2 separate regions of the Danio rerio genome follow, and region 2 is linked to region 1. Evidence: chromatin contacts called from public HiChIP or PLAC-seq data. All regions are on one chromosome and are shown on one strand. The core of a region is the stretch at or near the end of the contact, and the rest is flanking DNA. Distances in the headings are between cores, read along the strand shown. Region 1 holds the start of rgs6 (regulator of G protein signaling 6). Region 2 holds the start of sipa1l1 (signal-induced proliferation-associated 1 like 1).

Evidence for each region. HiChIP or PLAC-seq counts read pairs in DNA pulled down with a chosen protein or histone mark.
Region 2: an H3K4me3 HiChIP or PLAC-seq map of gastrula embryo shows a contact between it and region 1, with 3 times the contacts expected there. The contact joins the promoter of sipa1l1 here to the promoter of rgs6 in region 1. A contact is called at or near these places in 2 of 4 datasets of contacts at active chromatin or transcription factors (embryo and gastrula embryo).

What each region holds. Positions count from the first base shown.
Region 1 is chr20:31,373,405-31,379,003 of GRCz12tu, forward strand. rgs6 (regulator of G protein signaling 6) reads right to left here and starts at 3,969. Exons shown (of 18, transcript NM_001035263.2): 1 at 3,707-3,969; 2 at 721-833. The coding sequence starts at 804. LOC141379283 (a long non-coding RNA gene) reads left to right here and starts at 3,479. Exons shown (of 3, transcript XR_012395806.1): 1 at 3,479-3,949.
Region 2 is chr20:31,501,965-31,507,835 of GRCz12tu, forward strand. It overlaps sipa1l1 (signal-induced proliferation-associated 1 like 1), which reads right to left and starts at 2,788. Exons shown (of 21, transcript NM_001281792.1): 1 at 2,525-2,788.

The sequences.
Region 1 (5,599 bases), core at 2,719-5,218:
AAAAGACTTGGTTGTGGGAGGTCCCAGGCTAACTGATCAAGCAAAAAGATGGCACAAAGAAAACAAGCACAGTTTCTATAGAAAATCCAGAGTGAAAGAAGAAAATGGGCGGTCATTAAGTTATTATGGGTTTATGACTTGATCGAGATGTTGGGGGATGCTAGCACTGTGAAATTCATCAATCCCTGACAGCTATTTGCTCCACGAAGTTCAGAATTCATCACAAGTGTGCCACATGATTGAATATGGCAAACTGACATGGCAAATGTATGTGTCGTTCTCATGCAATGTTTCTGCCATTAGGAGCAGTGGTTTAACACTGAGACACAGCGAGGATAAAAATTGCACATCCATAAATTCTCTGCATTACAAATGAACACTTCATGGTTATATATGCTTCCAAGCAGATGCTTTTATACAGATTAAGCAGCTTCTTTTTACTCACAGTGACCGTGAGGGTCAGGGAGGGAATGAAATATTCTATACGCAAGGAAGATGAACAAATATCAAGGGATAACAATGCACCAGCAAACAGGCAAATAAGCTCATTCAAATTCAAATCTAGTAGCAAGCAATACTCATGACTGTGCATCAGCCATGCCCTCATTGTATATATATTTGCTGACTAAAATCCTTTCGCTTTCAAGCATTAACCTGCTGACAAGACTTTAAAGATAGCGAATCCAAAGCATGTCAAATGTAAAGGCAAAGTGACAGTACCTTCCTGTATGCAATCATGTTGGGTGAGTCCTCATCTGGGTCGGCTATGCCCACCGCACCTTGGTCCTGAGAGGCCTGAGCCATGCTTGATTGCTGGGTCTCTCTTTCTGTGTCTGTGGGGAACGGGCACAACAGAAAAGGAATGAGTCCCAGAACAGGTCCCAGACAATGAATTAGCCTTCCAGTCATGTTCACCTCTCGCCCCTTACCTCAGTATTCCTGGTCAAAATTGGCCAGTCCATTTTAAATGTTTAAAAAAATTTAAAACCAAGTTTTTACTCAACATTCTTCAGCTGTGAACAATGTCTCAAAGTAGTGTTTAACATGAATTTATAGAATTAGAGATAAAATAACAGCAGTGAAAATACAAATAGTGAGTAAGTGATTGAGTTGGGGTGGTGTACAGTATGTGGGGATTTTTTCTGTCTGATAGATGAATACAGTCTAGATACCCATTCATTTTCTATGGCCATCACTTTTGACTGAGAACAATCAATGAAAGCTGCATGCAATGTTTAAATGCATAGTGTGAAGGATAGCATAAGGCCTTGAGGCAATCTGATGTAAAACACAATATTTAGTGTGTTTGAAGTTGTAAATTTGTCAGATTTGACCAGAACACGACAGGAAGGTTAAATATCTACTATTGCCTGTGTAGGCTGAATGAGATATGAGAGATAAGGCAACGGTGAATATTCCCAAAAGTGATGTCAAATTATTACAATAGTTAAATTCTTGGAAAATAATGATCTAATTTATGCTGATTTTTAGCCCTTTTAGCGGTTCGATAATTCATATTCACTGTCATAGTTTGAAAAAAAGGTCTGGCTATTCATAAAAATGCATAAAATGTGTTTCACTGAGGAAAGAAATTATTTAAAAAAAGGGGTGCTATTGTAAGAGCCACACAGAGGACTGCCCTAGTTCTCAATTGTTGTTTACTTTCACACATTGAATTTGAACATGTTGATGATGCATTTGAGAATTAACCAATAACATTTTACTGAGTTTTTTGTTGTTGTTGTTGTTATCCTTTACATGTGCTGTGCAGTAGAAGCACAGTTTTAAATAGGAGGGAATTTATTTTTTTAAAAAAAACTTTTTCTAAAATTCCAGTCTTGCCAGATTGGGCGGTTTCCCAATTCCCAGCCAATAAGGAGGTTTTAAATTTATGTGGGTAAAAAAATGGCAGGGTGGTTTGACACCTTGAAACATAACTTTTATATGCAACTTATTCAACAAAGCAATTATGTGTCCTACTCCATTCAGTTAGTTGTGACAATGCATAGCACAAACCGTGTGGGCCCACTCGCAAGAGTGAAGGAAAGTTGTATCAAAATCTGACTCCCCGGACAAATCTGACTCCCCTTCGCAGCGTGACACTACATGACACTTTTATTGATTTTTATTTTTTTTCAATAATTGACAGCAAGAACTAATTGACAAACAGGACCTAATTATGTATAAATAAAAAAAACTGTAATAGGATGGATTCATAACCCATTTCGAAGGTAAAACATACTCTTCATGAGTAGTGTAATCTACACAAAGTGTGTGGGTGAGAGGGGGACAGTCTTTCGATGTGATTCAGTTATTTTGTGGTTCTGTGACGGCTGGTGTTGGTTGCTGTATGAGTAAAAATTATTACAGTTTACGTAACTAGATTAATTTAAATCAAACAAAATAAAATATGAATGTGACTATTTTCAATTTAATAAGGTTTTGTTCGTTTTGGCAGGTTTTGGACAGCTTTTGGGCTGGAAAAAGTCAACTAGCCTATATCTGGCAACACTGTGCTCAAGTGTCACAATTCGCGCCAATTCTAACATGTCAGAAAACAATTGGCTACAGTAAAACAGGTTGTAAACAATTTTTTCTGGTATAATAGCCTGCGATTTTACACGAGGTCTAAGTGCTTTAGCCCTTTTAATGGCTTAAAATCGGTAAGGTTCCTTAGGTGTCATTTGCTTTGACCGGGGAGGAATTCAGCTTTCCACACGTCTAATTGGTAGCTCAGAAAGCGATTTAATCGACCAGTCATAAATGGAGTCAACAAAAACAGACTGGTTTTTAGATTCAGATAACAAAGCAGGTATGTCGACATACACAACTTTCTATACAGCTACATGTATTTCTTTTAAAAACAATAACACATAGAAGTAGCTTACTTACTACCCGTTTTAGTATTAGAGCTCGTAAGCGAATGACGCATTACAAAACATTACTCGACCAAATAAAACCATCAATAAATACAAACATGAACTCAAATGGTCTTAAAACATCACCAAAAACTTTCCTAGAAAATTTTAAGATGGTTTTTATCATCGACTTATCTCAATTTAAAGAAATGGAAAGTGTCTTAGTTGCTCAAAACATATAAAGAAATATAGCCTACACACATTTGGTGTCCATTGCTGTGTATCAACTGCACGAGTTCCACAGACACATACACAAACATAAAAGACTCAATCGTCTGCTCTTCTTAAACAATATGCTGACTTATTTTCAGTAACCCTGGATTGCTTTTCCACACCGTCCACACGAGGAGCGGCGCGCGCGCTCATAACAGCTGTTAGTGATCAACACCAGCGAACCTAAAGGTAGAAATGTTATTAATTTGCGCGTGGGCATGATTTTCTAGAGCCGCATTGCACTACAAACATGTGCAGCTATTTAAAAAAAAAGACAAACAGCTGCTTTCAGAGCGCAATTCCCGCAGGAGCACCGGTCCCAATTCACACAGCACTCCACAGAGCGCGATGCCGAATATAGAGGCAGAAAAACCCTGTCACTGAAAGACACGCGCGCGCACAGCAGGGAGCGCGAGGCGACAGGATGATTCACTTCAAACTCACCAGCACTTCGGGAGCCACTCGAATCCAGCACTGGACATGACAATTGATCACTCCTGCGGGTCCGAATATTGCTATAAGTTTACAGCAGCACAATCACACACAAACAACTGCTGACTGAAAGAGCGCAATACCTTTGTAAGTACCGCCTCGTCCACTCCCGAAGCTCGATTTCCTCCTCCTTAGCAACCAGAAAAGAGCAGGTTCATGATCTAACTGGCGAGAAGGGTCTGGGATGAGGAGGATGATGATGGGGTGTTGGTGAGGAAAAAATGATGAAGAGACTCAGCGGGGGGTTTCTTCCACTCTGTCCGCCTCTCTCGCGCACTGGAGACCGGCGTGGGTGGTCGCTGCGTGGACTGGAGTGGAGTGTTCAGGTACAGTGTGAGGAAGGATCCTGGCATGTGTGCAGCTGAGTGTGAGAGAGTGTCAGAAACAGGGAGGGAGGATAACAGTGGGTGGGGGTTTTGGGGGTGGAGTGTCTCCCTCTGTATTTCTGGCAAGCTATTCTGAAACATGTATTTGTTTGATAAGAGAGTTTTTGCAGACAGATCAATTTAAATTTGGTCATGTGGTTACAGTCAATTGAGTAATCCCCTCTAATCCCTGTATTTGTCTCATTAGTACATCTATAAAACATTAAAATTAATTAGAAAAACAGCGGGTGTTAGGATTAGGGTTTAAGATTAAATGATATAAACCCCAACGTTTTTTTTTTTGACTATTTACTAAAACGAAAAGTTCCAGCAATGCTATAGAAAAACAAAAAGTCTTGGTTCCGCAAAAAATATATATATTTTTTTTGTAGGTCTTCTGCTGTGTAGATCAGGTGTTTTGAATGAAGGGCCAAAAACCAAATATTGTTGAGAGCTGTGGGCCGAAGGTAAATATACCAAACTATATTACATTAAAGTTGACATGGGTAATTTCCTAATTTATTTCATATGTCAAATTAAATAGAAAAAAATATTTCAAATCATGTTAACTAATGCAGTATAACTTTTTAAATTGTAAGTTAATGCAATAAAAACAAACAATTCTAACAGTGGAGTTCAATGCTGTACACACAAGTCAAGCAGAATCAGCCTTTGACTCGATTTGCTCACCAAAGTCTCTGCACTGTCGGGTGACAGTACTTGCAATTAAACAAAATCTTATTAATTTATGCCATATAATTTTAACATTTCATTTCAGTTAACTTTTAACAATAAGACAAAGGGTTACATTAAATTTGAATTGACAAACAGTCAGACTTGTTTCCAGTGCATGTTGGACTCCATCAGGGCTGCCCTGTCACCAATTCTGCTCATAATTTTTATGGAGAGAATTTTAAAGAGCAGCCTTGGGCTAGAGGGGGTCCAATTTGTGGACCAAAAGATTTCATTTCTGTTATTTGCAGACAATGTTGTTCAGTTGGTTTCTTCAAACAGGGATCTTAGGCATGTACTGGGGCGGTTTGCTGCCAAGTGCGACACGGCTGGGATGAGGATCAGAACCTCCAGGTCCGAGGCCATAGTGCTCTACCAGAAAAAGGCTGCCATCTCCAGGTTGGAGGAAGGTCCTTACCCCAGGTGGAGGAGTTCAAGTATCTTGGAGTTTTGTTGACGAGTGAGGGAGAGATGGAATGTGAGATTGACAGGTGGACTGGTGCAGTGGCAGCAGTAATGTGGTCGATGTACTAGTCCGTTGTGGTAAAGGAGCGGAGTTGAAAGGCAAAGCTCTGGATTTACCAGCCAATTTAGGTTAATACTCTCACCTATAGTCTTGAGCTTTGGGTCATGACTGAAATGACAATATCTTGGATACTAGCGGCCGAAATGAGTTTCTCTCACAGGGTGGCAGGGTGCACTCTTTTAGATAGTGTAGGGAGCTCTGTCATCCGGCAGGAGGTCGAAGTAGAGTCGCAGCTTCTTCACATCGGAAAAAGTCAGCTGAGGTGGCTCGGGCAACTGTTTCGGATGCCTCCAGGACACCTACCTAGGGAGGTGTTCCAGGCATGTCCCACCGGGTGGAGACCATGGGAAAGA
Region 2 (5,871 bases), core at 1,538-4,037, 130 kb after region 1:
CTGTTATCGTTTCCTCATCTTCAAGATGATCTAATCTTCAGAAGACAAAATACAGTTATTTTTGCTAATCTCTTATAATAGATAAACATGAATTTAAAATGTATAAAAAGGCATTGCAAAAGTAATCCAAATGAACAGTGTTCATGCAATGTGTGTAATCAATGCTTATATTTGAAAAAAGGTACTAAATTATATATTTTCATCAAATTAAGCACTTAATAGATTAAATATACCAAATATCTTCATTTGTGTTTCAAAAATTAACAAAAAAAGTCTAATTGCTTTGAAACATTCAAATAAAAAAATTAATACATTTTTACATTTTTGGGTGAACTAATCTTTTTAAGAAGTTGTCCAAACAGCAATGTGCATTTGAGGATCTATAATACCAAACTGCATTAGATAATACAAGTAAGCCTGGACAAACACAGGTATAAGCCATTACATCATACATTCCATTTCAATGGATGTGCTCCGCATTAAAATGCAGGACCGTCATCTGATAAATTAGATCACATCTGATGCAGACTTGTTATAAAATTGGATTCAGAGGTTACCGGCATACAAATCTTAAAAAACACACTTGCATAACCATAAAACAGACAAGATTAACCCAACTTCCATAGCAACAGCATATAGAAGAACAACACGAAAGGCTGCTAAAAGAACAAACACACACATAATTTGCTAAGCCCGAGGCAATGATAAAACCTTGTTTGTTCAACCTCAATCCAACCAGTATCTATAGAATCTGGAGCCACTCTACATGTGAAAAACTCTTGATAATCCCTCCACTGCCAATCATCCACCCAGGCGTCTTTTTTCCCTCACACATTTCCTTTTTCTACATGTTTCACAACATGTGCGTGTCCACCTACACACTCCCTTTCAATAGGCTACTTAATATTGGAAATGCGACACTGCCTGCAGATAGCTGCATCCTTGGCATTCTTAGATAGAGGCTGGGGAAAGAAAACATGAAATCTTACTAAGTTTTACAAATTAGGGAGATATCTGCTTGCTACTGACCTTATCAGAATCAAGGAACAAATGGAGCACTGTTTATCCGCCAAAAAATACGTAACAGGTGATTTCTAAAAGATCCATGCTACTCCACAGGTGGATCTAACATCAATAAAGTCAAAGTGTAACAATGGTCTGATTAACTCCTTTTAGACTAAGCAAAATCAGTAGCATTTCTGTTTAAAGACACAGCAACAGCTACATCTCAGGAATGTGATGACATAAACCTAAAGCTCCATCATGGTCATTTCAGAGATGTTCTGCATCTTCCATACATCCAAAGTTAAAAAAAGAATGCCAGAAAGCACTTCAATCATGGACCGGCTCTTCAAACCCACCCCCACACGAACTGCATTTAGAGCCCGGCCAATACACAGTGAGCACACACCACCCACACAACGAAGAAAAGACATGCAAATGACAAATCAGTGAAGCCCTTACAGGGAGAAATCTGAGTGAAGGGCCATTAGTCAACCTACAACACAGACCTCACAATTGCGACGTGACAAAATGTTATGCATAATAAATGCAATGTGATCTGCAGCCCATCGACTCCTCCACTTGGACACCTGATCTGATACTGTGAGAATGCAGCAGATTCCATAGATATTGGAGTTGGGAGTGAGCCTGTAAAGGCCAAAAGTCTAGCTCTAGAAAGGAGGCTCGCTACTTTTTGCCTTTGTTCTCAAATATCACAGACAGAGAGCCTTAAAATGATATAAATCATTGTGACTTTTAATAGTTAGAACTTCATTTTTCAGCATCATGACATCACCACATAACAGGAATATTTTCTGGATCACAAAAAACTGAAGGACAAGTGTTCATTTGTGAAATGATGCCTATTACTTAAAACTGCAATACATCTCCATGATATTTTCTAAATCTACAAAGAATTTTGAAAGGAAAAGAAAAATGCCTGAAATTTCCTGAATCATAAAAACTGAAGGACAAGTGCTCATTTGTGACAATTCAAGCACTTTAAAGTATCTCTTAATTATTTCCTAGTTAACCTTGGTTAACAAATTCCTCTCGTAATGATGAAAGACACGAGTCAGATTCACATTTGCTATGCTTGCATCAGGTTTATGAAGCTGTAATGTGGTAAAGAACTGTGTTCATGCCACATCTGGAGTTAAGATCAAAACTATTCACTATAACCTCGCTATCTTCACATCACACTGTCTTTTTTATGAGATAAAGACCAGAAATCACGACACAGAAGGCGGCTTGTTTATGTTGACATTCAGCCATGCGAGCATTTATCAAACACGATCTCCTTCACTGCAACTTTCTGACTGAATCTTGATTCCCTGTGGTAATCAGGTGAGTCGAGATCATTCGTTAAACCGCCGCTCAATGAATCAAACGCGGGCATTTTTGGAGACTGCAAAAACGCATTTCTCCGAGAAAACACATCCGTGGTCGCTTTTACATACATATATGCACGGCTGAAAGTTGGCATGGTCAGTTAAATCACAGACATGTTATCTGAACTCACCTTCCTCCCTCTCCACCTCGCGCGGTCTCTTCTCCAACAAAACCTTCCGATAAAAGTCCGACACGAGCGTCTCTCCGCCTCGTAATAATCGCCAGCTGAGCGCAGTCTGCGTGCGGCCGTTATTCCTGCTGTTTTTCCGGGAGGATTTTCAGCGTGTTTTTGTATCTACTCCAGCAGCAGCAGCACCGTTGGCCCCTGCGTCTCGTTCACAATTATTCAACTTCGAAGTTCATACAAAAGTTGCAGCTCCGCCTCGCTCTGCAGCTGCTGATGAGGTCACTGCAAGCCGCTGGTACGCTCCTGCAGGAGTCTCGCGATAGCTCAAAGCAGAGGGGAGCGTGATTTTAGAGGCTGTTTTTTTATCTGTGGGAATGGGCCCCCTATGGAGAGAGCTTATGGCAAGCCTTTTGAACATGTATTTGATAAAGCGCGCTAGTTTCTATTTGCATGGTACTTTAAGTGCCAGTAGCAACTTTGATTTTATAGTAGGGGGACACACAAAATGAGAGAAATGTTTTTGATTTAAATCCCATTTCCTGCATTTATATACATTTAGGGACTATGGTGATACAAAATCCTGGAAATAATCAGGCTGATTAGACAAATTTTCATTTCTAATATTAATCAAAAATGTAAAAAATAAGTAAATAAATAAATCAGTAAAGGGCATCATGGTGGCACAGTGGGTAGTACGATCACCTCACAGCAAGAAGGTTGTGGGTTCGAGCCTTGGCTGGGTCAGTTTCTGTGAGGTGTTCTCCCCAGGTTCACGTTGGTTTCCTCTGGGTCCATAGACATGTAGTATAGGTGGATTGGAAAGGCTAAATTGGTGTAGGCTTGTGTGTAAGTGAGTGTGTATGGATATTTCCCATGCAGTGATTTGTTGCGGCTGGACGGGCATCCGTTGTGTAAAACATATGCTGGATGGGTTGGCAGTTCATTCTGCTGTGGCGACTCCATATTAATAAAGGGACTAACCTAATAAGAAAATGAATCAATAAAACTTTTATGAACTGTTTGTTGAATTACTATTTTGTCATCCCAATAGCAAATGAGAGTGGTAAAATTAACGTTTCAATAATTATATTAAAAATGATTTTTAATGCTCTGCAACTGTAATTTTTGCATAAACAACCTCCCTTAATTAATAAATAATTAACTGTGTAGCACAAATTCCCAATGTGAGAATAACATCAATAGTTGTAGACAGATTTTGTCTGACAGAAAATACACAAACTAACCAAATTAACCAACTCCGTTACATCTCTGTTTATTCATCCATGTGGAAATTAAAGTCATGTGCTACTTCTTGGTATTTCATCACTGGCTGAAACGATAATACAAACGTGGGAGGGTTCTGAAAGCAGACTTGATGCAGTTGCAAGCTGAGCTGCATGCAATGCTTTTAATGCGCCTAACCCCACCCCTAAAGGCTGACTGATACTTCAGCCCTCGCCAAGGCTGACGCTGATGCTGACGCGCACCTCTCAAAAAGATGTAACTACACGTTGCAATGTCGCATAGCGCAATCTCTGTGATTGGTCAGCTTATTAGCAATGACAAGCGCGGCCATGCTGCGAGCCTGATAGAGCGATTGTTTACAAGTGTGGAGTCCCGTGTTCGAGCTCCAGATGAAGACTTTTGATTTGTGTTCACTGTAAAGTCGTTGCCCTCTGAAAAAGTGAGTTTTAGCATTCAGAAAAAAACAAACACCTGTGAAGAAACTCAACACAGAGGAACATAAAAATCTACTGCCAGCTAGCGTTACAGAAGTGTTATTGCAGAGCAACACAAACAGCATGCAGAAGTATAAATGCATGACTATGCGCAAGGTAGGCACTATGGCTCAAATCGATCACTCGATGCAAAAGTGTAAACCAGCCTTAACTCTACCCCTCACAGTGACATCACTAGCCCCATTGAGTGCGTTGTGTCTGACATTGCAATTCTGAGATATGCAGTCTCAGCTTTCAAATCCAAGTCTGCATCTAGATAGTACCTGCTATCTATAATATCCACATAGCAAAATATCTCTCTGGCCCACACAACCAGCTTTTGCTTGGCCCACATGCTGCAATGAATTACTGTACATGACTGGACCAAGTCTGACTTCCAGACAAGGGCCAAACATCGACCAAGTCTCAGCCAGTTAATAACCCATGACTGGGCCAGATATGTTGGTGTGTCACGACTGCAATGAAATTGATAAACTCATGAAGCATTGCCCTTTAGGTGCACTATGGGCATGCTTTTTCTCAAAGCATGCTGATTAGTAGAACTTTTTTTCCTTTATTCAAAAATAATAAAAATGTATTTTAAATGTAGGTCAAGATAGGCCAAACATACATGGCCCATATCCATTAATACAGGGGTCACCAACATGGTGCCCGTGGGCACCAGGTAGCCCTCCAGGTTCAGATGAGTTGCCCGTGGGCCTGTTCTAAAAATAGCTCACCATAGCACCACATATGAGTAAGCTGCATCTAATATTTTATAGGTATTCTTTTTAAATCAGACTTGCATTGGTGTATATTTAAAAATTACTTTAAGTTATATATATAAAAAAAACTTTAAAAACAATTTTAGACAAATGAAGTGTTGCATATTGATATTTATCTAACTTGTTAAATCATTGTTGACAACTACTGTGAGAAATCATTAACATGATTAATGTCTTCACATAGATGAATATTATTAATTATTAATAATAACATATAATTAAAAGTAAATTAAGAGAAATGTGTTATTTAATAACTGGTAGCCCTTCACACTAATCGGTACCCAAGAAGTAGCTCTCGGTTTCCAAAAGGTTGGTGACCCCTGCATTAATAGCATCTGGGCCAAATACTACTTTTGATATCTGGCCCAATTATTGTGCGCAACCTTAAAGACGGTGCCACCTCTGCCAAACCCAGGTCATGTTTGGCCCACATGCTGCAGCCATGCCAGATGAATGCCTGCTGTGCCAGCTTTATGCCAAATCTGGGCCAGAATTCTTTGCTACCTGCGTACCTGCTAAAAAGTACTAGTATCTCAAAAAATAAAACAACTATCTAATAAGTAAGTACTAATATTTTGAAAACCAGATATTGATAACCAAAGAAAAAGCATGTGTAGCCTTTCTACAGAATAAGCACTGGTAGTACTTAATAGAAAAATATATTTGTATCTAAGAATAGGTACTATGCGCTTGAAAATAAAAACTATGAGTTTATCGATTAAATGTTAAATGGCTTGCCATATAGCGTTGCCTTAGCAACAGCACAATTTATGTGGTACACGGTTTTCACGCGACTGGTTTTCTGTTGTTGACACGAGTGGAGCTGTCCGGTTCAGTATCTGCATTA